Linked DNA regions of Mus musculus: regions 1, 2, 3, 4 and 5 are each linked to region 6. Evidence: chromatin contacts called from public HiChIP or PLAC-seq and promoter capture Hi-C data. All regions are on one chromosome and are shown on one strand. The core of a region is the stretch at or near the end of the contact, and the rest is flanking DNA. Distances in the headings are between cores, read along the strand shown.

Evidence for each region. HiChIP or PLAC-seq counts read pairs in DNA pulled down with a chosen protein or histone mark. Capture Hi-C pulls out chosen DNA fragments and counts their contacts.
Region 1: a promoter capture Hi-C map of liver shows a contact between it and region 6. The contact joins the promoter of Tssk3 here to the promoter of Kpna6 in region 6. A contact is called at or near these places in 2 of 484 Hi-C or Micro-C datasets (embryonic stem cells and nephron progenitors), 3 of 115 datasets of contacts at active chromatin or transcription factors (bone marrow-derived macrophages and embryonic stem cells) and 3 of 9 other capture datasets (adipose tissue, liver and pancreatic islet).
Region 2: a contact with region 6 is called in a promoter capture Hi-C map of adipose tissue. The contact joins the promoter of E330017L17Rik here to the promoter of Kpna6 in region 6. A contact is called at or near these places in 1 of 39 promoter capture datasets (cranial neural crest), 3 of 115 datasets of contacts at active chromatin or transcription factors (the 230-238 cell line, bone marrow-derived macrophages and microglia) and 2 of 9 other capture datasets (adipose tissue and liver).
Region 3: a contact with region 6 is called in a promoter capture Hi-C map of adipose tissue. The contact joins the promoter of Bsdc1 here to the promoter of Kpna6 in region 6. A contact is called at or near these places in 4 of 39 promoter capture datasets (embryonic stem cells, erythroid cells, liver and 1 more), 4 of 115 datasets of contacts at active chromatin or transcription factors (the 230-238 cell line, T-cell acute lymphoblastic leukemia, bone marrow-derived macrophages and 1 more) and 3 of 9 other capture datasets (adipose tissue, liver and pancreatic islet).
Region 4: a contact with region 6 is called in an H3K4me3 HiChIP or PLAC-seq map of embryonic stem cells, with 13 read pairs. The contact joins the promoter of 1700108I11Rik here to the promoter of Kpna6 in region 6. A contact is called at or near these places in 1 of 39 promoter capture datasets (hippocampal neurons), 1 of 484 Hi-C or Micro-C datasets (cardiomyocytes), 1 of 115 datasets of contacts at active chromatin or transcription factors (embryonic stem cells) and 3 of 9 other capture datasets (adipose tissue, liver and pancreatic islet).
Region 5: a contact with region 6 is called in a promoter capture Hi-C map of adipose tissue. The contact joins the promoter of Hdac1 here to the promoter of Kpna6 in region 6. A contact is called at or near these places in 1 of 39 promoter capture datasets (hematopoietic stem and progenitor cells), 1 of 15 datasets of contacts at CTCF or cohesin (CD8 T cells), 4 of 484 Hi-C or Micro-C datasets (B cells, embryonic stem cells, muscle stem cells and 1 more), 6 of 115 datasets of contacts at active chromatin or transcription factors (the SCID.adh cell line, bone marrow-derived macrophages, embryonic stem cells and 1 more) and 3 of 9 other capture datasets (adipose tissue, liver and pancreatic islet).

What each region holds. Positions count from the first base shown.
Region 1 is chr4:129,489,344-129,493,483 of GRCm38.p6, forward strand. Tssk3 (testis-specific serine kinase 3) reads right to left here and starts at 1,427. Exons shown (of 2, transcript NM_080442.2): 1 at 1,119-1,427; 2 at 1-389. The coding sequence starts at 1,263. It overlaps Fam229a (family with sequence similarity 229, member A), which reads left to right and starts at 1,847. Exons shown (of 3, transcript NM_001085491.2): 1 at 1,847-1,992; 2 at 2,072-2,218; 3 at 2,349-2,613. The coding sequence starts at 1,856. The coding sequence ends at 2,451.
Region 2 is chr4:129,903,593-129,907,905 of GRCm38.p6, forward strand. It overlaps E330017L17Rik (RIKEN cDNA E330017L17 gene), which reads left to right and starts at 2,634. Exons shown (of 3, transcript NR_045190.2): 1 at 2,634-3,022.
Region 3 is chr4:129,459,878-129,464,352 of GRCm38.p6, forward strand. It overlaps Bsdc1 (BSD domain containing 1), which reads left to right and starts at 1,802. Exons shown (of 11, transcript NM_133889.2): 1 at 1,802-1,828; 2 at 2,065-2,125. The coding sequence starts at 1,818.
Region 4 is chr4:129,851,578-129,855,726 of GRCm38.p6, forward strand. 1700108I11Rik (a long non-coding RNA gene) reads right to left here and starts at 1,654. Exons shown (of 2, transcript XR_868199.3): 1 at 1,554-1,654; 2 at 926-1,123.
Region 5 is chr4:129,540,756-129,545,112 of GRCm38.p6, forward strand. It overlaps Hdac1 (histone deacetylase 1), which reads right to left and starts at 1,891. Exons shown (of 14, transcript NM_008228.2): 1 at 1,826-1,891. The coding sequence starts at 1,874.
Region 6 is chr4:129,670,858-129,674,868 of GRCm38.p6, forward strand. It overlaps Kpna6 (karyopherin (importin) alpha 6), which reads right to left and starts at 1,910. Exons shown (of 14, transcript NM_008468.4): 1 at 1,820-1,910. The coding sequence starts at 1,823.

The DNA of each region.
Region 1 (4,140 bases), core at 177-2,676, 180 kb before region 6:
AGGGGCGGCATAGGCTGTGCTGCCACAGAAGGTCTGGCTCAGCTCCCTGCGTGACTTGGGTAGCACCTTGGCAAAGCCAAAGTCGGTCAGCTTCAGGTTGAAGCCCTGCAACAAGGCGTTCTCACACTTAAGGTCCCGGTGGGCCACGCCACAGCCATGGCAATAGCGAATAGCCTCAACCATCTGGCGGAAGAGGGCCTTGGCCCGGCTCTCGGGAAGTGGCCCTCCGTTCAGCACACAGTCAAAGACATCCCCTCCCTCAGCCAGTTCCATCACCAGGTAGATTTTTCCATCTGCTGACTCCAGCATCTCATACACCTGGATGATGTTTTTGTGGTCCAGGGTACGGACAATCTGGAGCTCACGAGGCAGGAATCTCTGGATAAACTCTGAGGGAAAAAGTGGGGAGACAAAAATCAAGATCAAAACGTCCTGGTTCCTCCCTCTTGGCTCCTGCTTTCCAGCTTCCAGACACCTACCATGTCTAGGTGTTCTTTCTTGACTCCCTGACCAGTCTCGGGTGTCTCTAGCAGCAAGTATTGCCTTCCTTTCATGATTAGCTCATCCTTGGAACCTCCTCCCAGCAGCCTGTGAGACCACAGATGAGGGATTTGGGAAGTTCAAAGCTATTGCATCTCACTATTCTTTCCAGGGATCTATTGTCCTGTCCCTCTTCCACCTGCAGGGTACCAGTTCCTGCTGTCTTCTGGCCAACGCCTCTTGGGACAGGAAAAACTGAGGACCTTTTGTTTTGTTTTGTTTTGTTTTTTATTTTGTTTTCTGAGACAGGGTTTCTCTGGATAGCCCTGGCTGTCCTGGAACTCACTTTGTAGACCAGGCTGGCCTCGAACTCAGAAATCCACCTGCCTCTGCCTCTCCTGAGTGCTGGGATTAAAGGCGCATGCCACCACGCCCGGTTTAGGACCCTTTCTTTTTCTTGTGCTACGATTGTGGCTCTGGAAAGGTGTGAGGATCCTGGTTTCCCTACATCCTTCTATTTAGGGCAGGAATCTGACTTGCTTTCTGCCATCCTGACTCAAAGGGAGGAAGAGATGCTCTGAGGAAAGGGCCTACCCGTGTTGGCTAGCCCACCCTTCCTCCCAAGGACCCCAGCTCACCTTCTGGCCCTCCCATCTTGTCTATAATTTTAATTGCCACTTTTCTTTGATGTTTTTTGGAAAATGCTTCTTTGACTTTTGAGTAGGTCCCTTCCCCAATGGTCTTGCCCAGCTGATACCCATTGGAGAGTAGAAAGTCCTCCATGCTGTGTAGCGCCTCCTTCTTGTCACCCTCTCAGCTCATGCTGCCTCTGCGAGGCAGCTCTACTCCACCATCGCCCTCGGCCTGCTTCTTTTCCCCCCAAGGACTTCATTCACAGCTGCCTCCAGGGCTAGAACATTCTCCGTCTGGACACAGCCACAGGTGGTGGGGAGGGAGAGGACCAGACATTTTTAAACTCCTGCCCAATTGTGATGTAAATGCTGTGTGACCCTCAGACAACATGGGCAGTGTCCCTACTTTCCCTCGCCACCACCAGCAAATCCAGCATGGGTTAAGTCAGTCTTGAGCAAGGCGCAGAGTGGTAGCGATGCTGGGGAACGGGCCTGGGTGGCCGCGTAGGTCAGGGAGGCGGGCCTTCTCCATGTGGGCTCCGCTTCCAGGCAGGTCGCCCTCACCTCCGAAGTCCCCATCCAGCTGTTGGGAAAGAGTGCAAACTGGTCACCAAGGTGCGATCTCCAGAGCCCTCTGGCCTCAGGCCCGGGCCCTCACTAAATGCCGGAACGCTCTGGGACTGCCTAAGAATTCCAGCGAGGAACAGGCTGTGTGAGGTCAGCACGCAGAGATCGGGGTCACAATGCAGTCCTCCCCTTCGACGCTGGGGCCCGGGCGCGCAGCAGACACCTGCCAGGCTCCGCCTGGACCGGAGCGTCCTCCCGTGGCCAGGGCTCGGGCAGTTGCTTCCAGCCTGGGACCGGCCTCGGCCTCTGGCAGGTAAGCCACGACACAGGAGACGGGCACGGGCAGGGAGCATCTAGGGGCCCGGAGCTGCCTGACCGCCACTCCTATACAGAGTGCCCCGGGGCCTGGACATGAGTGCCCAGGAGACCCCACAGGGTCGAAGATTCCCCATTGAGGCCGGAGACTCCCCTGGCCTTGCCTCCGCCCCCGAGTCCCAGGATAGCCCGGAGCCTGTAGCTACGGATCAAAACCCTGTCAGGTGAGTCCGTCGTCCCACCCCTCGGCCCTGCCCCATCGCCATCCCCAGGGCCCTACCCCCAAAGATCCCAGGCGCATCCCCTGGCGCGCCCCAACACTTTGCGCCCCCTGTCGCCTGCCGCTTTCGCCAGGCCGCTCCGACGCTGCCCGGGCTGCCACTGTCTGACGCTGCTGCACGTGCCCATCGACGTCTACCTGGCCATGGGCGGGAGCCCCCGGGCCCGTGCTACCTGAGTGCGCCTGCGCACGGCAGCTCTGCAGGAGCCGGGACGGACGAGGCCAGCCGCGGGCCACCACGCTGAGGTCGCACGCGCCGAGCACGAGACAATGATGCACATTTTAAAATAAAAGAATGATGCACATTTTAATAAAGCACAGCATAAACTGTTCTTTCCATTCCGGGCTGGCCGTGTATGTGTATCCGTCGGATCGGGCCCACCGACTTCTCGGACCCAGCCAGTATCACTCTTGGGCTACCTCCACTCTTAGACCAGACTTCCACCCGCCTCCACTTCCCTGCCCACCTCCCACTTAGGGGGTCGTCACCCTCTTCCAGGCGTTTTTTTCTTGGTGGTTACTTTCCCTTCACCCAGCTGTCAGTCTCCTCTTCCTTGTCTTGGCTTTGCCAATGAAATCTTCATTCTCTGCGGGACACTGGCAGCTTAGAGCAGCTTGGGACAGAAGCAAGAAAGGGAAAGATGAGCAGCCGATGTAGAAAATAAATAAATAAATAAATAAAAGACTGATGGGCTGGTGAGATGGCTCAGTGGGTAAGAGTACCCGACTGCTCTTCCAAAGGTCCGGAGTTCAAATCCTAGCAACCACATGGTGGCTCACAACCATCCGTAATGAGATCTGATGCTCTCTTCTGGTGTGTCAGAAGACAGCTACAGTGTACTTACATATAATAAATAAATTAAATAAATAAATAAATAAATAAATAAAAGACTGACCACTGCAACACCATGTAACTCTCCCAAGCTAGAATTAGATTTGACTCCCTGCTGTTCTTTGGCCTGCTGCAGGGGTCAGGCCATCTGACCCCATCTGTTTGGACCTTTTGTTTCTCCTAAGACCAGCAGAGTTGCTGAGACTCAAGTGATTTGAAAAATATGTCCCAAATATTTTTTTTTTATTTTACTTTATGGACATGAGTGTTTTGCCTGGATGTGTGTGGCTGCACCAGCGTGTGCCTGTTGAGTTCCCTGGAACTAAGTTAAGGATGGGTTTGAACCACTGTGTGGTTGCTGGAAATCACACCTGAGTCCTTTGTAAGGACAACAACTGCTCTTACGCACTAAGCCATCTCTCCACACCCCACCCCCACCCCCAGTCTTTTTCTTTTCTGATCTGGCCTGGAACTCACTTTGTAGACAAGGCTGGCTATGAACCTGAGATTTACCTTCCTCTACTTCCCGAGTGCTCAGATTAAAGGCATGCACCACCATGCCTGTACCCCTAAGTTTCTTAATTGCATATTTCATAAGTGAGGAATTAAAGGACATGCCCGAGGTCCCCCTTGATAACAGGTAATGCTGGGACATAAAACTGCTCCACTTTCTTAAACTAAATGCCTTGAGGGGCCCTCTCAAGCAGAAGCCTTGACAGGAGGGACCCCAAGAAGGGAGCCTACTTAGAACACATTCCAATTTTGCTATTGTTATTCTATAGTTATAAGGATGGCAGTTATCTGCAAGAGAATCTTTTGTAGCACAGGCTGGCCTCTAACTTTGATCTCCGTGACTCAGCCTCCCAAGAAAACCACTGGTGTGTGCCTTAGAGTATGCTGTGGTCTCTAAAATTATTATTATTCTGTTTAACTATGAAGCTATGTAACCCAAAGGTCTAGTTCAATCTCCTTTGAGATCTAAAATAAACACTAAAACACTGACCTCGCCACTGAGCCATATGAAGTGGCATTCA
Region 2 (4,313 bases), core at 1,384-3,883, 230 kb after region 6:
ACAGTCTTGGGCTCTCTGTGATTATACAGATTTGCCCTGGTCATCTGAGCAAATAATCTGGGTCTGTTCAAGGTCATCTGAGCAGCCACCCGTGGTCCCTGAGCATCCTGGCTCTGAAGCACTGGGTTGAGGCTGAGGGTGGCTTGTTAATGTAGTTGCCTGGCTCGAGTCTGTGAAGTCGATGAAATTGTCAAGTGGCTGATATGGTTTCATGGTACTGAGCCTCTCCACAGGCCAGGCAGGGTCCAGTGTTTGCCCTGGCTCTGTCAGGTGTCAGGACCTCCCATCCTTCTGTCTAGGGCTCCTCTGACTCACATTCCCTCATCTCTGCCAGTGTCCACCCCCCACCCCCAGTCTTTATACTGTTTTGTTTACCCTTGGGGACATTTCTGCCTGTCTCAGCCTCTGGCCTCTTTTTTTCTAACTCTCAGTTGCTCGATGTTCTTTCTCCCCCGAATGCGATCTGTGACCCAGTTCCTCATAGCAACAATGCAAGGTAGTGTGTCACAAGCATGGTGGGCAGGCAGAGGCACCATTGGCCACCTTCTCAGCCATCTTCGGCTGGCTGTGTTGGTAGATGTGGGATTGTCCAGTTTAAAGGCAGGCGTATTTACAGTCAACAGAATTGCCAAACCATCCTTGATAAAGACCTCATTAACTGTATAACGTATTTTTTAACCTTGCAATCACTCTTTGTTTATTTTGCACCACGTACCCTAATCCCATTCATCTCTTTATCTCTTTGTGTCTGCTCTCTGCCCTTGCAACCCCTCTCCAAATAAACTTAAAAAACAAAAACAAAAACAAGGCAAAACAGAACAAAAACAAAAGGCATCTTATTATGGGAGCTGCAGTGTGTCCCACAGCGTACCCCTCTGTCCACACATCTTCACTTGCAAACGTTCATTGCAATGACTCCTTGGTCTGGTCTGAGTCCTCTGGCTTCTGCTACTCTATCAATACTGCATCCTTACCTGGACTCCTTTCAGATATCCTGTTGCTGCCCTGAGTTATGGAGGCTCTGCTGCTTTCAATCTGCAGGCCTGGCCCCTTTATGAGCTCCGGCAGTTCCTAGATGGGGTAGATGTTGGGGTGGGCCAACCCAAAGCCCTGGATCTGGGCCTGGGTGGTAGCCAAGTTGGTCAGCCCCCCAGCTCTCTCACACCCACGCCACTAGAGTGAGCTCTCCAGCACTGCCTTGGCTAGTTCACCCAATGCCCTGCAAGGGGCAGGGTCAACTCTCCTACTCTCATGCCCTCGGGCTGGCTCACCTATCTCCATGCCACCAGGATCAGTTCTAGTGTGCTACCCAGGCAAGATGCAGGTCCTGCTCTCTTGAGTGCTGCAGCTGTTGAGGGGCGGGGCTGGCTCTCCTGCTCTACAGACCTCTGGCCAGCCTCTGGCTTAACATAGGCAGGTTTGAGGAAGGAAGGGCATCTCTCCTGTGACCACTCCACCTCTTGGCAGATGAGGGGTGGAGCTACCTCCCCACACACCCATGAGCCCCTCACTTGGTCCCCCTAACCCCATGGCCAGCTCTATTGTGCTACCCAGAGGAGGTGCAAGGCCTGCTCTTCTGATTGCCCCAGTGAGGGGCGGGACCAGGTCTGCACAACCCTTGGTCCCAGGCAGCAGCCCAGACTAGGGATCTCTGCATGGACTTTGGTGGTAATATGAGCTGTAAGCATGGACACAGACCTCTGCTGCTGCTCTCCTGGGGACACAGACATGGCCCTCAGTGTAATGTGGGCTAGAAGTTAGGTCCCCATGGCCTCAGGTAGCAGGGCAGGCTGCCGACATCAGGCAGTTCCTTTCTACTCTTTCTCTACCACATATTCGTACATTGAATGTTGTAGTGGCTCCTGTGGTGGGCGGTGTCTTTGCTGAGCTGCCTCATTGGCCCTTATTGTGGGGTTTTGAGACAGGGTCTCCAAATGTAGTTCAAGTCAGCCTTGAACTTGCAATCCTGCTTTAGTGGCCCAAGTGCTAGGATTCCAGGTGTGACTTTCTACTATGTTCCTTTAATATCAAGTTTTCATTTTTTTTATCTTTTGCTCATTTTTCTATTGGGTTGGGGATCTTTTCATTGATTAGGTGGGGCCTTTTCTGAATTGTAGAACTATTCAGCCAGGGTAGACTTTTACCCCGATCTACCCTCTTCTACCCAGGTTCAAGTTGCAGGGAGATACTCACTTCCATACTATGGCTTCTCCTGTGGATGTCAACAATCCTGCTCTCTGATAAATGAGTGGGGAGAGGGCCTGTGAGACTCCCCAGAAAAGCCTGAGCTGTGGGTGGGTGGGTGGGTATCACAACAGCTGAGCACCTCAGGCCCTGTCTCTGGAGGTCCACAGCAGATAGTGAAGAGCTGAGTGGCTACTGTTGCCCTCCAGCCAAGGTGGCCTGTTGCAGACACTTGAAGCTACAGAGAGGATCAGCCAGATGTGGGAAGTGGGTGGCCTGGATCCTAGCAGTTCCAGATGTTTGAGTGGGTGGGGCACCGGGGGAGGTAGGCGACCTGTAAGCACTGACTGCCCCACTTTGAAGTCCTGCAGCGACAATTTTCTCCTCCCACATCCCGTGACCTCTGCCAAGGTCACGGCTCAGTCCCACTTGCCTGCCCAGTGCCCGGCGCACTTCCTCAGGGGCACACAGCCCGGGTCTTCTCAAGTCATGTTCGATATCTAGTTAAGGGGTACATTTATCTCCAGTGTTCCCCGGGACCTTCCCTTTTGATTTTCAAGAACATTTTCTTCCCTCTGCCAGAGCAGTCCTTTCGAATCAAAGGCTCGGCTTTTCCAAAGCGTAGTTTCTGATGTGGGCTTCAGTGGACTGGCTGCGAAGTTCCTGAGACAATGAGAGGGGATGCTGGCTGTCTCTTTCTCTTTATCTTCTCGCAGTAAAGCTCCAGTTCTCCTTGAGGTAAAGTGGAGCCTCTGATTGACGCGAGGACGCGGGGAAAATGAAAGCCATATTATTATTATTTCAAGTTGTGTTCTTGCGGCGTTCCCGGATGTCTGTGGTACGTTTGTGTTCCTCGTGTGTTTGTCATCTTTTAACTTTATTCACAGAGTCTTCTGTCACTTGCAAGTTAACTGTTTTTAGTCAAATTTAGATGTTTTTCTTATTTTTCTTCTAGTGCTGTTCTGGGGTTTGCTTTTTACATTTAGTTCTTACAATCAAAGGGACTTTATTCGTACGGGTGTTGAGTGCGCCCGAGGTGGAATTCAAATTTTGTACTTTTTCTAATTGTATTTATTAAATAAATTCTTCATCCAGGGGTCAGAATCCTTCACTTCTGGTACATAGATGGATAGATAGAATTCATCTGGTTTTATAAGATATTTTTACTTATGGTTTGATCAGTCCCTCATTTTTCCATGTGTGTGCACGCGCGTGTGTGTGTGTGTGTGTGTGTGTGTGTGTGTGTGTTTGGAGGCCAGAGGAGGAGGTCAGATGTCCTCTATAACTCTCTGCCTTGTTTCACTTTTTTAAAAAAGATTTATTTATTTACTTATTTATTATATAAGTACACTGTGGCTGTCTTCAGACACTCCAGAAGAGGGCATCAGATCTCATTATGGGTGGTTGTAAGCCACCATGTGGTTGCTGGGATTTGAACTCAGGACCTCTGGAAGTGCTCTTAACCGCTGAGCCATCTCTCCAGCCCCTTGTTTCACTTTTTAAATTTTTTTTTTTTAAATTAAATTCTAGCAAGGCTAGCTAGCCACTTCCAGCTATCCTCCTGTCTCTGACACTTGCAGCCACTGGGGTTATAGGCACATGTGGCCAATCCTACTTCTTTGTGTATGTGTTTGAGATTCAGACTCTTATCTTCAGACCTGTATAGTGAGCGCTCTCACCTACTGGGCCATCTCTCCATCCCTGACTTCCCTCATTTTCACTAGGAAAAAAACAATGTTTTTTGAGACACGGTCTCTCTAAATAACCTTGGATGACTTGGAATTCACTACATAGACCAGGATTATCCAGGACTCACAGGGATCCCCCTGCCTCTGCCTCCTGAGGGCTTCACTCAGTGTTTTCCTTCATTGGACATGGTGGCACATGCCTGTAATCCTAGCGCTCTGGAGGCTGGAGTAGGAGATTGCTGAAGACTTTGAGTCAGGCTTATATATGAAGGGCAACATAGTGAGTCTGAGGCCAGTCTGGACTATGTAGCAAACCCTACCTCAAAACACAAAAATAGGACTGGGGAGATAGCTTAGTGAGTAAAAAGCACTTATGGGAGGGTCAGGGGCCAAATCCTCAGAGCCCAGGTGACCTAGTTATTTTCTGTTGCTGTGGTAAAC
Region 3 (4,475 bases), core at 552-3,051, 210 kb before region 6:
GCCTTTGTATGTGGGGCAGTGTGAGCAAGGAGGGTGGAGGTGCAAGGTCAGACCAACCAGGTAGGAACAGAAAGGAGAACCCTGGGAGGAGGCACGGCCATCTGACTGGCATGGTTTTATGTGTGCGATTATAAATTAACAGTTCAGGGCTTGGATGTAATTTACTGATAGCATGTTTGCCTAGCACCTGCAATATCTTGGATTAAATTGTCTAGTTAAAAAAAAAAAAATACATGCCGGGCAGTGGTGGCGCATGCCTTTAACCCCAGCACTTGGGAGGTAGAGGCAGGCAGTAGTTCCAAGTGACCTTTAATGTGGGGAATGAAATTGCAAAGGTAGATTCTGTTGGGGATTAAAGAACTCAACTTGTTTCTTAGCCCATCTTGTTCAGTAGCACAAATCATTTATCACAGCATTTTTTAGCTTTAAACCTTGTGCATTCGTTGCAGGCAAAGCATGGACCTTAGAAGGGAGAAAGACCACTGGAAATTACTCATTCCATTTTTTCTCCCTTAACAGCCTTATGGTGGTCTACTTTATTTTTTTATTTATTTATTTATTTATTTATTTATTTTTATTACATATTTTCCTCAATTACATTTCCAACGCTATCCCAAAAGTCCCCCATACCCTCCCCCCCACTTCCTTACCCACTCATTCCCATTTTTTTTTTGGCCCTGGCATTCCCCTGTACTGGGGCATATACAGTTTGCGTGTCCAATGGGCCTCTCTTTCCAGTGATGGCAGACTAGGCCATCTTTTGATACATATGCAGCTAGAGTCAAGAGCTCCGGGGTACTGGTTAGTTCATAATGTTGTTCCACCTATAGGGTTGCAGATCCCTTTAGCTCCTTGGGTACTTTCTCTAGCTCCTCCATTGGGAGCCCTGTGATCCATCCAATAGTTGTTAGTTTTTTAGACAGGAGAAATACCAGCAACAATCTTTTTGAAAGTTAGATGGGAGGCCTTGGGGAACACTGGGAGAATTAGTATATAGCTTGTTCCTCAGGCAGGTAAGAGGCTATGGGATCAGGTAGCAGTGATGACCTTGATTACAGTGTAGCCTTCGAGGAGGGGAGTCAACCTCCTGCTGGAGGTGAAGGAGGGGTTTGTGTAGATTGAGGAAGTAGTAGGTAGGGCCACAGGATCTATGTAAATCCCCCTTCCACCACACAATAGACCTCAATTCCCCCCTATCAGTGGGATTTTTCCAGAACACTTTCAGCTAGCGTTTTCTTAAATCGGGCTTAAGAAATAATGTGAATATGTATCTGCCTCTCCAAATGATCCTGGGTGTCATCCCGAGGAGAGCTCTGGATTCTCCCCATAGCCTTACTCTGGCTCTGAGGTCCGCAATCGGAGCTTGCTGAATTAGCCTGCAGCAGAACACCAAGGAGCTGCTACGCGGCTGGCTTCACAAAGGGGGGCGGAACTTAACTCCAGGTTCTAAGAACACAACGTCCCAACCCGGCCTCTCCTTTCCTCGCCTCGCCTTCTAATTGGCGGTCTAACGAGCCTGCCGAAATTGGCCCGGAGAGGCCACTGTAGTCAGGGACTACCGGGAAAGCTAGCGGCTGGTTGGTGGGACCCGAGGACAATCTTACACACCATTGGATCGAGAGTTCAGAGGCGGGACAAATCGCATTTGGGACATGGATTGGACAAAGGCCAGACACATTGATGTAGGGGGGCGGGGACTGGGCGGAGAGTTGTCCTTGTGTTAAGATTGGGGCACGCTCATGGGGGCGGAGCCTGAGGGGGCGGTGCCGTGTCGGAAGTCAAAGGTCGGTAAATAGTGGTGATGTCATGCTGGCAAGATGGCGGAAGGGTGAGCTTGGCGTTCCGCTTTCTGGCGTTGGGGGCTTGGGCTTTTCGAGGGATGGGGTACTGGGCCAGGGGTCCCTGTTGGGGACAGGCTGCCGGTGCGGGTGCGGACTGAGCTGGAAGGGCAGAGCGGAGGCGTGGTGCGAGGGCATGGGGAAGCGGCCGGAAAAGCCTCATCTCCGGCCGGAGGCTGGGCTGGAGTCGCCCGGCAGGGCCGTCAGATGTGTCTGTCTTCCACAGGGAGGACGTGGGGTGGTGGCGGAGCTGGCTGCAGCAGAGCTACCAGGCAGTCAAAGAGAAGGTAAGCCGGGCCAGCACCCTTCCCTCGGCAGGGCACCGCGGCCGTCTCCTTGCAACCAACCCCAGCTAGCCCCTGCTTGGGTTTTTTTGAGCTTCTGTGAGGCCATTTACGAGAAAAGGGTAGAACACCACCACTAACAACATCTTACTCTTAAACAGCAATATTTATTAGAATATGTGACAGTCACTACTCACAGACAGGTTGGGAGGATATAGACCTTAGCCAGACAGATAGTCTTGGGCCTCACAAAGCTCAGTCTGGTGTGGAGGCAGTCAAGCAAAATAGTTGCTTAGTTACTGTTGTGAATACCGGGAAAGGGCAGTCCCTAATTGTCCAGACTAGGGAGTCATGAGCATGCCAAGGAAGGTGTAGCCAAGAATCCGGGTAGAGATGAGGATTGCCATATGCGCTGGTACCTGATGGTGCCTATGTGACTGGTTTACAAAGGGATGAGGGGGGGCCAGAGAGTGGAGACCTGGGGAAGTGGCTGTGATTGTGACTAATGCTTGTCCTTGTCCTAGGCAATGCCAGTTGGTGTTCCTGTTTTATCCCACATTCCTTTATTTACAGGCAGCCCAACTAAGTCGTGGGGTAACTAATTACTGTTTACCTCAAGCAAGTGAAGGGAGTCGTGCTTCAGGGCAGACTCCGAGAGGCTTCTGATCTCAAGTCAGCCCAGTACTTTAGGAACGGTTTTTGTTTGTTTGGTTTTTGGTTTTTTGGTTTTTGTTTTTATTTTCTCCTTGCTCCGGGTTCTCCTGGGAAGCCTCCGCTCAAGCTACAGCTCAGCACATCTGAGAATTCCCTGTGCTGGAAGTTTTATTGATGATGGAGAGGCAGGACTTTACGCTAAGGATTAATATGAGACCTCAAGCATGCAAAGAAAGTGTGCTATCCGGCAGGTGTCCTGTCCTGTGAGGACTCCCCGTGTGTTTCGAGGCTTTCAGGAAGAGACTTAATCTCTCCCTTTAGTTCCTTACATTTCTGGGAACTTGGACAAGTTATTTTGTTGTTATTGGTGGTGGTCGTGGTTTGTTTTATTTTGAGACAGGGTCTCATGGTGTATGTCGCCCTTGGCTGCCCTGGGACCATTATGTAGACCAGGCTGGCCTCAGCCTCACAGAGATCCGCCTCCTTCTGCTTCCTGAGTGTTGAGATTAAAGGCGTGTAGCTTATGACTTGGGCAAGTTTGTTTATCTGGTTTCTTCTTCTTCTTCTTCTTCTTCTTCTTCTTACCTTCCTCACTGTGAAATGGCAGTACCTCTCTAATGCGATGTCACGAGGATCACATGATAATATGCAGAACACTCAGACAATATGTGGTCTCTCTGGGTGCTACATAGGCATTCGCTCTTTATTAAGTGACTCAGTAAAACTCAGTCACCGTTTTTCGACTTTTCCCTTGCTCCTCTGCTGCCGTCTTTGCTGCTGGCCATCTCCGCTCCCTTTGGGTCGGTGTCTTCCTGCTCTCTTAGCAAACGTCCTCTCATTTTGAGAGGGGCGTGTAACCTGACTTCCTCTGCTTGCTTCCTTCCCACTCCTGCCTTGAGTCTACTGAGTCCCCATCCAGTGCATCCAAGTTCATGTACAGATCCAACGCGTCCAAGTTCATGTACAGACAGACACAGCACTAGAGAAAGCTCTGCTGCATTGTGTGCTCCCCCGACACGTGCCCTGGTCTCACTTCGTCTAGGCACGCCCCCAACAGACCTTTTCTCCCTCTTATTTTACTCTTCCCCTTGACGTCGGAAACTCTTCCCTCAAGTCTGTGTTCAGCAGCCTGGCATACTTTAAAAATACGACGTCAATAAGCTTGATTTCGGGTTACTCCCTCCCCACCCCTGAAGCCACCACCTGGACACTTATCTGTAATGACAGTCATTTCACACTTGCCAGCTCCACTGGGTACTTTTTAGCCCTTATCTTTCTGGAACTTTCTGCAGCAGTTGGCACTACCATGCTCCCCACCCCACCCTACCCCACCTTTTTTTGAACTGTCACTCTTCCGACTTTTGTGATGTAACTCTCTCCCAGTTCTCCACACCCTTGTGCACTGTGCAGGTTTTTCTTTCCTGACTGTTGAACTCATGTTCCTCTACCTGCCCTTAAAGATGGGCCTCTGAAGATCTTTGTCCTCAGCTCACAACTGTGTGTGCTCTGCATGGTCTGTTGCGCACTTCTCCTTGCAGGTGACGCCTGCTTCTTTCCCTAGACTCTTTGATGCTATGCTCTTACTGGACAACTACTCTTACCGGACTCTGAGTGGCTAAAAATGTGCCAGTCACTAGAGGGACATATTAAAAATGAAAATCTCATTGTGTCCTACATGCTTCACCCTCTTAGTGGTTCC
Region 4 (4,149 bases), core at 404-2,903, 180 kb after region 6:
AATGCCTTCCTTACTTTAGTTCTAATTGGTTTTTAAACCCAGAAACAAGGAACCTGGAAAACAGCTCAGCGGGTAAAAAGGCTGAGCTCATCCCTGGAGCCCGTGCTTGAGAGAGAGAGCTGGATGCTACGGATAGTTGTCATCCCAGCACTCCTGAGGAGAGAGAGCGAGCAGAGCCAGCTTGTGATAGTGCTGGATGGTCTCAACAATGACAGCTGAAAGCTGTCCTCTCACTGTCACAGTGTGCCCTGGCCAGTGTGTCCCAGCGCTCACACCAAAGCTTTGAAAGAAGCTTGCCAGGTTACACCTTACCCAGCCATCTCTGGTGGGCACGCAATGCCACTGTCTTAGTTACTACTACCAACATACCCAGTGTAAAGGGTCCCATTCTATAGTATTTCTAAGATTTAGAAAAGAAAAATTTGATGTGTGTGTGCCACATGTGTGCAGGTATCCATGGAAACCAAGAGACAGAATTGGATCCCCTGGAACTACTGCTGAAGAAACGTGGGCCCTCTGCAGAACCTGCAAAAGCACTCACACCGCCAACCAACTCTCCAGCCACCTCCCTTTTATTTTTTTAATTTTAAGGCAAGCATTTCCATCTTCTTAAATCTCATCCCTTATTTGATTAAAGGTTCAAATTTAAGTGCCTTTTTCTGATACCCTTTTCATTAACTTTTCTACATAATTCCCACCAACTTATAAACATACTATTTATTGCATGATAAGAGTCAGAGCTGAGGCTGGCAAGATGGCTCAGTGGTTAAGAGCGCCGACTGCTCTTTCGAAGGTCCAGAGTTCAAATCTCAGCAACCACGTGGTGGCTCACAACTATCCGTAACGAAATCTGATGCCCTCTTTTGGAGTGTCTGAAGACAGCTACAGTGTACTTACATATAATAAATCTTTAAAAAAAAAAAGCTGGAGTTGGTGGTATAAACCTTTAATCTTGGCATTATTTGGATAGCAGAGGTCGGAAGATCACTTGAGTTTAAGACCACCCTGGTCTGTGAAGTGAGTTCCAAGGTAGCCATGGCTTTGTAGAGAGAACCTGTCTTTATTTGGTTTGAGGAGTTGGCAAGATGGCCACCATGCCTGAGTTTGATCCTTGGAGCCTGTGCTGTAACACACAAGTGTGTACACATACAAAAGACAAATCGTTTTGATTTCACATCTACCTTGTTCTGACACAGAAACACACCCTGTACTGGGAATTGAACACTACAGTTAAATTTCTCTTTAATTTACAGTAAAACTAAACTTACATTCTCCTTTGAGTCTGTTCCAGCATAGATTGTTTTGTGGTTTGGGTTTTTTATTTTTGAAACAGGGTCTCTATAGGCTGGTCTATAACTTCTTATGTAGACCAGACGTCTTATTTGGGATTTTTATCCTCCGGCCCCTTTTAAGTGCTGGATTTCAGGCATGCACTGCCCTCTCTGTCTCCCAGTGAGAATTTTTATTTCATTGGGATTACTCCTATAAAGACCACCAGAAGTTCTGTTGCACTTAGTTTAGTGGTGGGTTCTCCTAGTGTTGGATTTGTCTACCTGGTGGGATTGATGCCACTGAAGTCTTCATTGAGCTGGGCAGTTGTGCTGCATGCCTTTCATCCCAGCACCCAGAAGACACAGGCAGGCAGCAGATCTCTTCGAGTTTGAGAACAGCCTGGTTTACAACAGCCAGGGCCTCAACACAGAAACAAACAAGCATTGTGACTTAATAATGGTTCCTCAGATGCGTGCAGCTAAAGTTCCTGGGCCTGACATGATGAGTGGGCTTCATGTGAATAGCAGTGCTGAAATAGGCATTTCCTAGGTGAACTGGCAGACTGATGGAAGTTCTTCAGAGAGCCTTTCCTGGGTTTAATGTTGCTGGCTTCGCAGATGGATGAAGGGCGGGCCCCCAAGCTAGCACTGTAGGTAGTATGGGGGACCCACAGAAGGCAAGGAAAGATTCCCCACAGCCAAGAAGGAACAGGTGCCGCAACACCTGGGTCTTATCTCCATGTGGATCTAAGGCACTACGGCCTGGGAACATCTGCCCTGGTGATAATATTGGGATTACAGGTGTGTGCCAGCACACTTTGCCCCCCCCCCCCCAATGTGGTCTCCCTCTGTAGCTTGCTCTACTTTGTAGGCAAGGCTAGCCTTGAACTCACAGAGATCCACCTGTTTCTGCCTCCCGAATGTTAGGATTAATGGTGTGTGCCATCACATCTGGCTTTAAACCTTAATTTTTAAAATTACATTTAATTTGTGTATGTGTTTGTGGGTACCCCACAGCATTTGTGTGGAGGTTAGAGAACAGCTTGCAGGAATTGGTTCCTCCACTTTTGAGTCCCAGGAAGTGAGGTTGGATTGTAGGCTGATGCCAAGCCACTCTATCTGCTGAACCATCTTGCCAGCTTTTTATTTTTTATTTTTATTATACATAAGTTACACTGTAGTTGACTTCAGATGCACCAGAAGAGGGCATCAGATCTCTTTATGGGTGGTTGCTAGCATTCGAACTCAGGACCTTCAGAAGAGTGCTCTTACCCGCTGAGTCATCTCACCAGCCCATCTTGGCAGCTCTTAAGTTTTCCTTTTTTTTTTTTTCTAGTTACGTAACCAAAAGAAAACAAAAACCTAGGTTGGCCTAGGACTCCCAGTGGTCCTGTCTCTCCACACCCAGCTGTGGGGCTCATGGTGGCACACACTTGTAGCTAGCATTTGGATGGCTGAGGCAGGAGGACCTAGGCTACATAGGGAGTCCATGTATCAAAACCCCAAGGGATTAAACACAGCTTGTTGAGTGCTGTGACAACCTCCTGTGAGTGAGTGCGGTGTGCCTGCTACGTGTTTACCCACTATCCTAGCCACTGAGGATACCAGGGGAGGGAACATGACAAACTGGCAAGAAATTATTAAGGGGTAGGAGAAGAACATTTCTTTTCAGTTAAACATCAGTGCAATAAGAGAACGTGAGGAAGAGCATAGGAATTAGTGATTAATACAGTCAGACGGAATGGCCATGAGACCGAGGAAGATGAAGGAACCCGCTATATGCTGAGATATATGAAGATGGTACCAGTATTTCCCAAGGAGTTTGTGTAAACTTGAAAAACTGCTTGGTGTGGGTTGGCACAGCAGTGCAGATCCTGAATATGGTAAGGAAGGCAAGCAAATTTAGTGAGGTTGGGAAGGTAGGTTGGTGATGCTAAGGCAGGGATCTCAGTAAATGGGCAGTGTACTCTCACAGGGACAGCCTTAGCCATGTGCTTTGTTCAAGAGATCAATGTCTCAGCACCAGCAATATCTTGTTTCGTCTTTGAGACAAGGTCTTACATCTAGCCCAGGCTGGCTTTGAACTGGCTAAGAATAGTTGAGGATGACCTTGAATCCCTGATCTTCCTGCCACCGCCTCCTGAGTGCTGGGGGTGGTGGTGACACGTTTGTACCACTAGTTTTTGAGACAGGATTATGCCTACTTTGGCCTGGAATTCCCACCACCTGCCTCAGCCTCCAGAGTGCTGGGATCACAGCATCAGAATGACACCCAGCCCACACAAGTCATCTGAGTCAGAGCCTCTAACTGTAGATTGCCGCTTTCTGCAGAGCAGAGGCACGGAAGGTCAGTCAGTGATCAGCCGTTGCAAGATCAGGTCTTTGTGCAAAAGGTTATGTAAGAGTCCTCTTGAGTTAGAGGCTGTGTGTTTAAAGGGTGACTGACTCGTACTGTGCATGTGGGATGTGTCATCCGAGTGGAGGAGAATGAACAAGAAAAGGTAGAAGCTGAGGAATCCTAATGGCTAGTGATGGGCTGCCGTGGCGCAGGACAGAAGTTTCAGGCCTTAAGGAAGGGAGCGAGAGATGACTAAGACAGACTTCCTTCTGCACCATTGTGCAGATCAGTGTGAAAGGTCAGCAGTATATTCTCAGTCAGCAGTTCAAGGAGATAGCTGGGATGTTTGGCCATGGACCGGGGGTGGGGTGGGGTGGAGTGGTGGTGAGCCCTTCCCACGCCCACCTATCATCCTCTCCACAGCTCACGCAGACTGAAAGCAATTAGAATACTTCAGGCTTGGCAGCTTTGCCATCTGCCCTGCAGAAGAGCCACTGGCAGGTGTAGCACACAGTGGCACTGGTTAAGTCACTTGTGTCT
Region 5 (4,357 bases), core at 641-3,140, 130 kb before region 6:
TTATACTACCCAATCTTTTAGGAAGTGGAGATAAGGAGACTTTTCTCCAAGAAATGTATTATCTACAAAAAACAAGAAGAAGAAAAAAAATTCCCAGCACTTGGTGGCCAGAGGCAGACGGATTTCTAAGTTTGAGGCCAGCCTGGTCTAGAGAGTAAGTTCCAGGACAGCCAGGGCTACGCAGAGAAACTGTCTCAAAAAACCAAAACCAAACCAAACCAAACCAAACAAACAAAAAGAACCGAAACAAAAAATGAGGCTGCTAGACAGTGGTGCACCCCTTTAATACTCAGGAGGCAGAGGCAGGGGGATCTCTCTGAGTTCAGAGGCCAGCCTAGTTGGTCTACAAAGCAACTTCCAGGACAGCTAGGGCTGTTAGAGACAGACCCTGCCTTAAAAACAAAACAGAACAGAAACAAGAAGACACCAGGCTTGGTGGCTCCGTCACCCCACAGCACTGGGAAAGACTGAAACAGGAATGTGGCTAACAGTTGAAAGACAGCATAGTGAAAGAGCAATCAGGACCACTGAACCTTCTTAGTCCACTTCTTCAGAATTAAAACAGGCCAGGGTTGTGGCACATGCCTTTAATCCTAGCACTCGGGAGGGGGGTAGGATAAATCTCTTCCAGTAGGAAGCAAACCTGGTCTACAAAGTGAGTTCCAGGCTAGCCAGGGTTACACAGAGGCCATTTCCAAAAAAAAAAAAAAAGTATCAACATAGCTCTTCACCCTCTACAACTGGAGTTATAACACCCTTTTCTAATCCAGCTAAAATTACTATCTGAATTATTTTATACCGACAATTACCAAAAAATATCTGTCTTCTAAATTTCAGATCTAAACAGCCAACCGCCTACTGGCTGGCTGGCTAGATGTCCCCTGAACAACTCAACTGCTATTCCCAAAACACAAATGCTGGACCAAGTGGTGTAAGCCTGGAGTCAAGAGTAAGAAGAAGGGGCTTAATCCAAGACCAGCTGAGTTACACTGTGAGACCCTTTCTCAGATAAAGGTGCTGTCCCCTCCCCCTGCTGTTGGCTCCACTTGCCAGGGCCTGGCTTGTAACTCCAGTTCTTGGGTCCTAAGCACTGACACACAACCTGCTCCTCTCAGGTTGGGCTGAGGCTCCTGCTGTGTTCTCCTCCACCCCACATTCCCTTGTCCCAGCGCTAACACCGAAAGATACCTGTGACATTGTCTAGCTCCCCCTTCAGACGGGAACTCAACACAGGAAATGTGCCTCGATGAGCCCTCCAGCCCCAACAGAAACACAACCCAGGACAGAGTAAGATGCTCGCGCTGGCTCAATGAAAAGTCGTTTTAACAAGTTTCATGCACCTCTCTTCTTGCATCCCCGGGGAGCCCCATTTCCCAACTAGCAACTGCAGGCCCTACTCATAGACTTGGGGGATGGAGTGGGGGAGGGGATGAGTGGCCAGTCCTGCAGAACTCACCAAAAGAAAGAAAGAAAAAGAGAGAGAGTGAATGGGGACAGTGAAAAACCTTTGTATTCTCAGCAGGGGAAGATATCCAGGCAAACCGTCTCCATCATATTCCGATCCCCGCCGCCACTTAGGCTTCCCTCCAGGAATCCCACTCCAACTTCAGGTCGGATTCCCCGAGAATCTCCGCCACCGGGATTACCGCAGACTACCCCTTCCACGACCCCCACCTCATCTCCGGCCTCAGCCTCGACTTCCTCTCTCCAACCTCCTCCTTCAGCCTCGACTTTCCCTCAGCCTCCCCGGGGCTTCAGCCTCCTCCCAGCCTCCTCCCCCAGCCTTTCCCCAACGCCCGGCCCGCGCCGCCCACCCGCAGCTCACCGTCGTAGTAGTAACAGACTTTCCTCTTGGTGCCCTGAGTCTGCGCCATCTTGCTCGCCGCCCGGCCCTCCCGTCAGTCTGTCCGCCCGCCCGCCCGCGGCTCCTTACGGCGTCCGACCAGGGGGAGGGGCCGGCCTCGAAGCCCCGCCCACCCCCGGGATCACCTATAGCCGCACAGCCCGGGCCTCACTCTAACCAATCGGCATGCGCGGGGTCGGGCCCGGAACTCGGCGGGGGGCAAGGGCAGCTTAGAGAAGCCACCGCGGGCCCCCTGGGCCTGTACCAAAGTCCGGCGCGGAGGGGTGGGGGAGACCGGGGGCCGTACCATCGAGTCCCGGGAGAGGGAGTCGGCTCCGTAAACTCTGCAGCCCGCTTCACAGTTGGGAGCGTGTGCAAAGATCAGAGGCCAACTTTCTCGTTTTACCGAGAATACGCCGAGGCTTCCCGGGGAAAGATGCTTGCGCAAGGTCACGCAGCTAAAAGACTAGGTTTGGTCTGGATTAGAACTGGAGAGAGAAATGAATGGCAAGGAACAGAAAGAAAATATCCAGAGGCCTACTGTAGTGGGGCAAGACCTTTATGTGCTCATAAGTTCTGACGGACTTTTCTTTTTTAATGTCAAAGCTCGTTTTCAGTTGGGCGTGGTTGCTATGTCTTTGATCCCAGCACTCAGGAGGCAGAGTCAGGAAGATCTCTGTAATCTGAGGCCAACTTGCTCTCCGTAGTGAAAGCATGTCTCAAAAAATAACAAAACAATTTTACAGGTAAAGCTGAAGAGCTTATTCAGTGTTACAAATTAAATTCCGTCTCCAATTGTACATATTTTTTTTAAAAAAAGACAAAATCCAATATGCCCGAGCACTGTGACAAAGTAACAGAACTTGGTGTTTAGTTTTTAATTTACTGGAGGGAGTGTTGGAGGGAGTGTTCCTATGTAATGGCTCTGGGTGGGGGCGGGGCGATCCATCCAGAAAATTTGGGTCAGGCATGGTGGCAGCAACCATCTCACCTACCCAGAACTTAATTTTTCTAAACTGAAAGCCTAAGTTGTTGTTTGGGGGGGACGTGGGGGTGGGGGGGCGGGGTTGTTTCTTCGTTTGTTTTTGCTTTTTTGTTTGTTTGTTTGTTTTTCAAGATAGGGTTTCTCTGTATAGCCCTGGCTGTCCTGGAACTCACTTTGTAGACCAGGCTGGGCTCGAACTCAGACATCTGCCTGCCTCTGCCTCCGGAGTGCTGTGATTAAAGGCATGCCCCACCACACCTGCCTTTTTTTTTTTTAAAGATTTATTTATTTATTTATTTATTTATTAAGTACACTGTAGCTGCCTTCAGACACACACCAGACCAGAAGGGCGTCAGATCTCCTTATTTCAACTGAGTCTTCGACTCAGAAATCTGCCTGCCTCTATCCCCAGAGTGGGTGGCATATGTCTTTAATCCCAACACTTGAGAGGCAGAGGCAGGCTGATTTCTAAATTTGAGGCCAGCCTGGTCTACACAGTGAGTTCCAGGACAGACGTGGCTATACAGAGAAACCGTGTCTGGGGGGTGGGGGGGGAACCAACAACAACAACAAAAAAAAAGACCTTCACCACTCCCCCACCCTCAAGCCATGCCAGCAAAATTTCTTAACCTTGAATTACTTACACTCTTTGTTGTAGGGGCTGTCTTCGGGCCTTTTAGATGTTAATTGACTGCTTGGCCTTCTTCTATACCAGTAGCAACACCCCACACACGCCCTTACTGTGACACCCAAAATTGTCCTTACACATTGACAAATGTCTGGGAGTGTCTAAATGGCAGAAAACCACCATCTCCCATGCTCCTACAAAACCTGAATCCGTCAATCTTCAAGTAGCCATTATTGATCCACCAAAAGGCTCTGTGCTGAGTTTTTTGTTTTTTGGGGTTTGTTTGTTTGTTTGTTTGTTTCCTACAACAGTTGGACATAGTAGCACACGAGTTTAATACCAGCACTGGACTGTAGATCTCTGTGAATGGAAGCCACCCTAGTCTACATAGTGAGTTCCAAGACAGCCAGAGCTACACAATGAAGCCCTGTTCTGAAAAGCTGGGATTGAGGCTTGCACCACAACCCCCAGCCCTTGTATGCTCAGCGTCACTCCCTTGGGAATTGCACAGGGCCTTTAGTGACAGGGAGGCTGTGTGATGGCAGAGGGCCAGGACACAGACTTCCATTTCTACACCCCTGCTACTCTTCTGGCTTTAGGTGGGTCTCCTCATCATTTCTAGGCCTCCTTTCCCATCTTTGCAGTGTAGACAGAAGAGGACTCCAAAGTTTCCCCACTCCATGGCTGTCCACAGTACCCACTATAGGACAGAATCATGGGTATTGAAGCATTTGTAAGATGTAGAGCAAGGGTTACAACCTCACATGCCCGCAGAGGCCAGGCACGTGGTATAAATGAATGAGTTTATATTCTTATGGCTCAGATATTGTTTGTTTGCTCATTTTAAAGCTTGGAGCTTTTAACTTCCTTACAGGAATATATGACCTCTTGCTTTTTTGAT
Region 6 (4,011 bases), core at 660-3,159:
TTTTTGACACAGGGTTTCTCTGTGTTGCCCTGGCTGTCCTGGAACTCACTCTGTAGACCAGGCTGGCCTCAAACTCAGAAATCCGCCTGCCTCTGCTCCCCAAGTGCTGGGATTAAAGGCGTGCGCCACCACCCATCTAATGCCTTAAATCTTAGAGGCTGCTGTGAAGTAAAATGTGAAAGAATGTCGTTCCTGGCTGACTCTCATCAGCTATGTTAGCTCCTTCAAGCCTGTTTCTCAATCTCTAAAAAAACGTCTCACAGACGATGCCTTTCCCTCTAGGGCTCCAGTTACCTCCCAGAATCAATCTATACTTTCCAGAGGATCTGGAAGTGTAGAGTGCTTTAGGGAAAAGAACCGCTCGCTGTATTCAGGGTGGGAAGAATGCTGTTACATTGTTTGCAGAGTTCTTGCTAGGTTACACATACTCCCTTCCTAGAGATGTGAAGGCTCAGAAATGGAGGAACGTAGGGCTTGTTGCAGTGTGTTAGACGCCTTCTCTATGCACAGTTTTGTTTGAAAACTGGATGAGAGGTGGGAAGTGGCAGGCCAGATCTGATTCTGAAATCACTGGCAGAGAAAGTCTTTTCTGTTTCCTCAGAATTAGAGATTATAGCAAACTTTAGAAATGCACTACTCTTTACAATAGGCGGAGGTCAGCAATTCACTCTAAACTTTTCCACTTTCATTCAGACTAAAGATTTCAAACTGGACCCATATCAAAACACAACTTCCCAACTTTACGCAGGGTTAAAACTGTCCCCCCTCTCTCTCATCCCACCACTAGAGGGCCAGCCCATAAAAGGCACCAGTTAATTCCTAGGGCTCTGGAGTGATCACCCTGGTTTAATCACCGCGTGACCTTGGATAAGTTACTTTACCACTCTAAGCCTCAGTTTCCCCATCTGCAAAACAGGAATAACAGCAGCACCTATCCCACTAGATTGCAATTAGGTTAAACAAGACACGTTAAGCACTGACAATAACGTCTGCACGTACAGATTGGCAAATTTAAAGTTTTTCACTTTACTGATGCCAACAAATTACCAATACTGGTTTCACTTCTGAATTCGAAGACCATCATCGTATTCTTTTGAGCAACGGCTTTCGTATCCGGAATGCTCTTTAAAAAAGATCAACAGGTCTCTCTTTTTCTCCTAACCAGAGTTGGCCCAGAAACAGTAAGTCCCTGACCTGTCTGTGCCAAGAAGTCTTGGCTTTGGTCTCTCTACCACTGCGAAGGCTGTCACTGAGTCTAGCCGAACCACCCCATTCCTGCGCCGACTGGGACATTTTCCTGGCCTTCAAAGGCCCAAGCTCTGCTGGACCCGGCCGGCCCTTGGTTACCGGGCCGGAGCTGGCCTGCCCTGGGTCTCCTCTCCAGAGGACTCTACCCTCTACGTAGGCAGCTAGGACTTCACTTGGTTCAGAAGCCCGGCGTCCAAAAGCCCGAGGAAGCAGGCTCTCCGCGGCCAGGCCTGCTGCTGGAGCCCGGAGCCCGGCCCCCGGATCCACGGCAGGCGCAGGGCGAGAGGGCAGGGCTCTGCTTACCCCGGGAAGCGCGAGCTCTGACCCGAGGCCACCACGTGGGGACAGCCCAGGACGCTAGCAGTGCGGAACAAGCCCCCAGGGCTGCTCCCCGTGCGGGCGGCCCTACGCCAGCCCTAAACTGGCCCGAGGGGCGCTCCCGATCTGCCTTCTCCTCCCATGCCTCTCTGGATGCTTCCGACATCTGCTTCGGACGAGAGACAGGCCCTCGCCAGACCCCGCTCCCCGACACCTCGGCCCGAACACCCATCTCCTGAGCCGCTTCACTCACCCATCGCGGCTCCGCTCGCTCGGACTTGGCGGCGGCCGCAGCGGTAGCTTCAGCGGTAGCCTCGGCAGACAATATGGCGGACCTGCAGGACGGCGGCCTGACGGGGACAAACGTTTTATACCGTGCTAAAACGCGTTCTTAACCCTCACGCCCCCTTCCCTCCAAGGGATATCAGGATAGGGGCGGGCTTAAAGAGAACGCAGCCACTAAAGATGGCAATTAGGGATGGAATAGACAGCCGAGGCTGGAGGGAGACTAGAAGGAATATGTACAAAACAAAGTGTGTCAAACTCTCTGCCTCTGCTTCTGTCTCCCAAGTGCTGGAATTAAAGGCGTGCGCCACCACCGCCCGGTTGCCACAAGCACTTTAAACCACTGGGCCATCTCTCTGGTCCTTGCTGTCTGTGGTTTTAAAGGCAGAAGGGGCAGAACGATTGGACCTGGAGATCCAATCTCTTTCTGTTTTTATTTCTTCTTTATGGCGAGACCTTCTTTCCCAAAAATTCTTCATAATTAAGCCTGTATAGACCCTGAACTAAATAATTATTTTGAGAGAGGAAGTGATTCGTTCAAGGCTCCGGAGATAAGGAAAAGGAGTGGAGATTAAGCTGGGGTTTGAATATTGTTTTTGTTCATTTGAGACAGGATCTTTACTATGTATCTCTGGCTGGCCTGGACCTTTATAAATCAGAAAGACTTCAAACTCACAGCGATCCACCTATCTGCCTCCCAAGTGCTGAGGTAAAAGGCTCCCAGACCAGTTGTTTGTTTACGGGAGGCAGGGTTTCAGATATCCTAGACTTGAACTCTAGATTCTCCTTCTTCCACCTCCCCTCTGCTGAGGTTACAGGTGTGCGCTATCACACTAGAGGGAGTTTGTTTCTCCAGCAAAAGGGTGTGGTGGGGTAGGGGCAGAGCCCAGTAACCTTTTAATGACAGGGTCAGTTCTATATTGCTGACTAGTATGACCACCACCTTCCAGTGTCTGACTTATAGCTATTGAATGAATAAATGAACAAATAAACAAGCAAACAAATAAATAACAGGTCAATGAGCTCCCTTTTTTAGTGATGAGGACCTTGAAGCACGTGCCTTTTGAATCAAGGAATTTGGGGCTGATGCTTATTAACCTCCTTATTTTGCATGATAGCATTCCAGTCTTCCACATCAACACACAGAGCCGGGGTTACGTCCAATCTTGCCAATTCTAACCAAATGCCTGGCCGATAAAGTGAAACAACTCAAAAGTCAAATTCTATGACTTGAGGAAAAGGAATACTGTTATCACAATAATCAACCTCCTTATCTCACTTATCTCCAAAATCGTTCTGCCCCATCTGTCTTTAAAACCAGAGACAGCGGGGCTGGTGAGATGGCTCAGGGGGTAAGAGCACTAACTACTCTTCAAGAGGTCCTGAGTTCAAATCCCAGCAACCACATGGTGGCTCACAACCATCCGTAGTAACATATGATGCTCTCTTCTGGTGTCTAAAGCTACAATGTACTTACATATAATAAATAAATTCTTAAAAAACAAACAAACCACAGAAAGGACCAGAGATGGCCCAATAGTTGAAAGTGCTTGTGGCAGCCGGGCAGAGCAGAGGCAGGCGGATTTCTGAGTTCAAGGCCAGCCTGGTCTACAGAGTGAGTTCCAGGACAGCCAGGGCTACACAGAGAAACCTTGTCTCGAAAAAACAAAACAAAAACAAAACCAACCCTCCCCCCAAGAAACAACAAAAAACAACAAAAAGAAAAAGAAGAAAAGAGAAAGTGCCTTGGAATCCCTGGTGTACAGAGATCTCCAACTTCTGAAATTGCATGCTATCTTTGCTCATGTGCTATTAACCAAATGTACTACACACACAAAATAAATAAGCAAACAAACTAGCATTTCTCATCAGAAATGAGATCTGGGGCTGGTGAGATGGCTCAGTGGGTAAGAGCACCCAACTGCTCTTCCAAAGGTCTGGAGTTCAAATCCTAGCAACCACATGGTGGCTCAAAACCATCTGTAACGAGATCTGACTCCCTCTTCTGGTGTGTCTGAAGACAGCTACACTGTACTTACATATAATAAATAAATAAATCTTTAAAAAAAAAGAAGTGAGATCTGATGCCCTCTTCTGGTGTGTCTGAAGACAGCTAAACTTACATATAATAACTTACATATAATAAATAACACAAGGCCC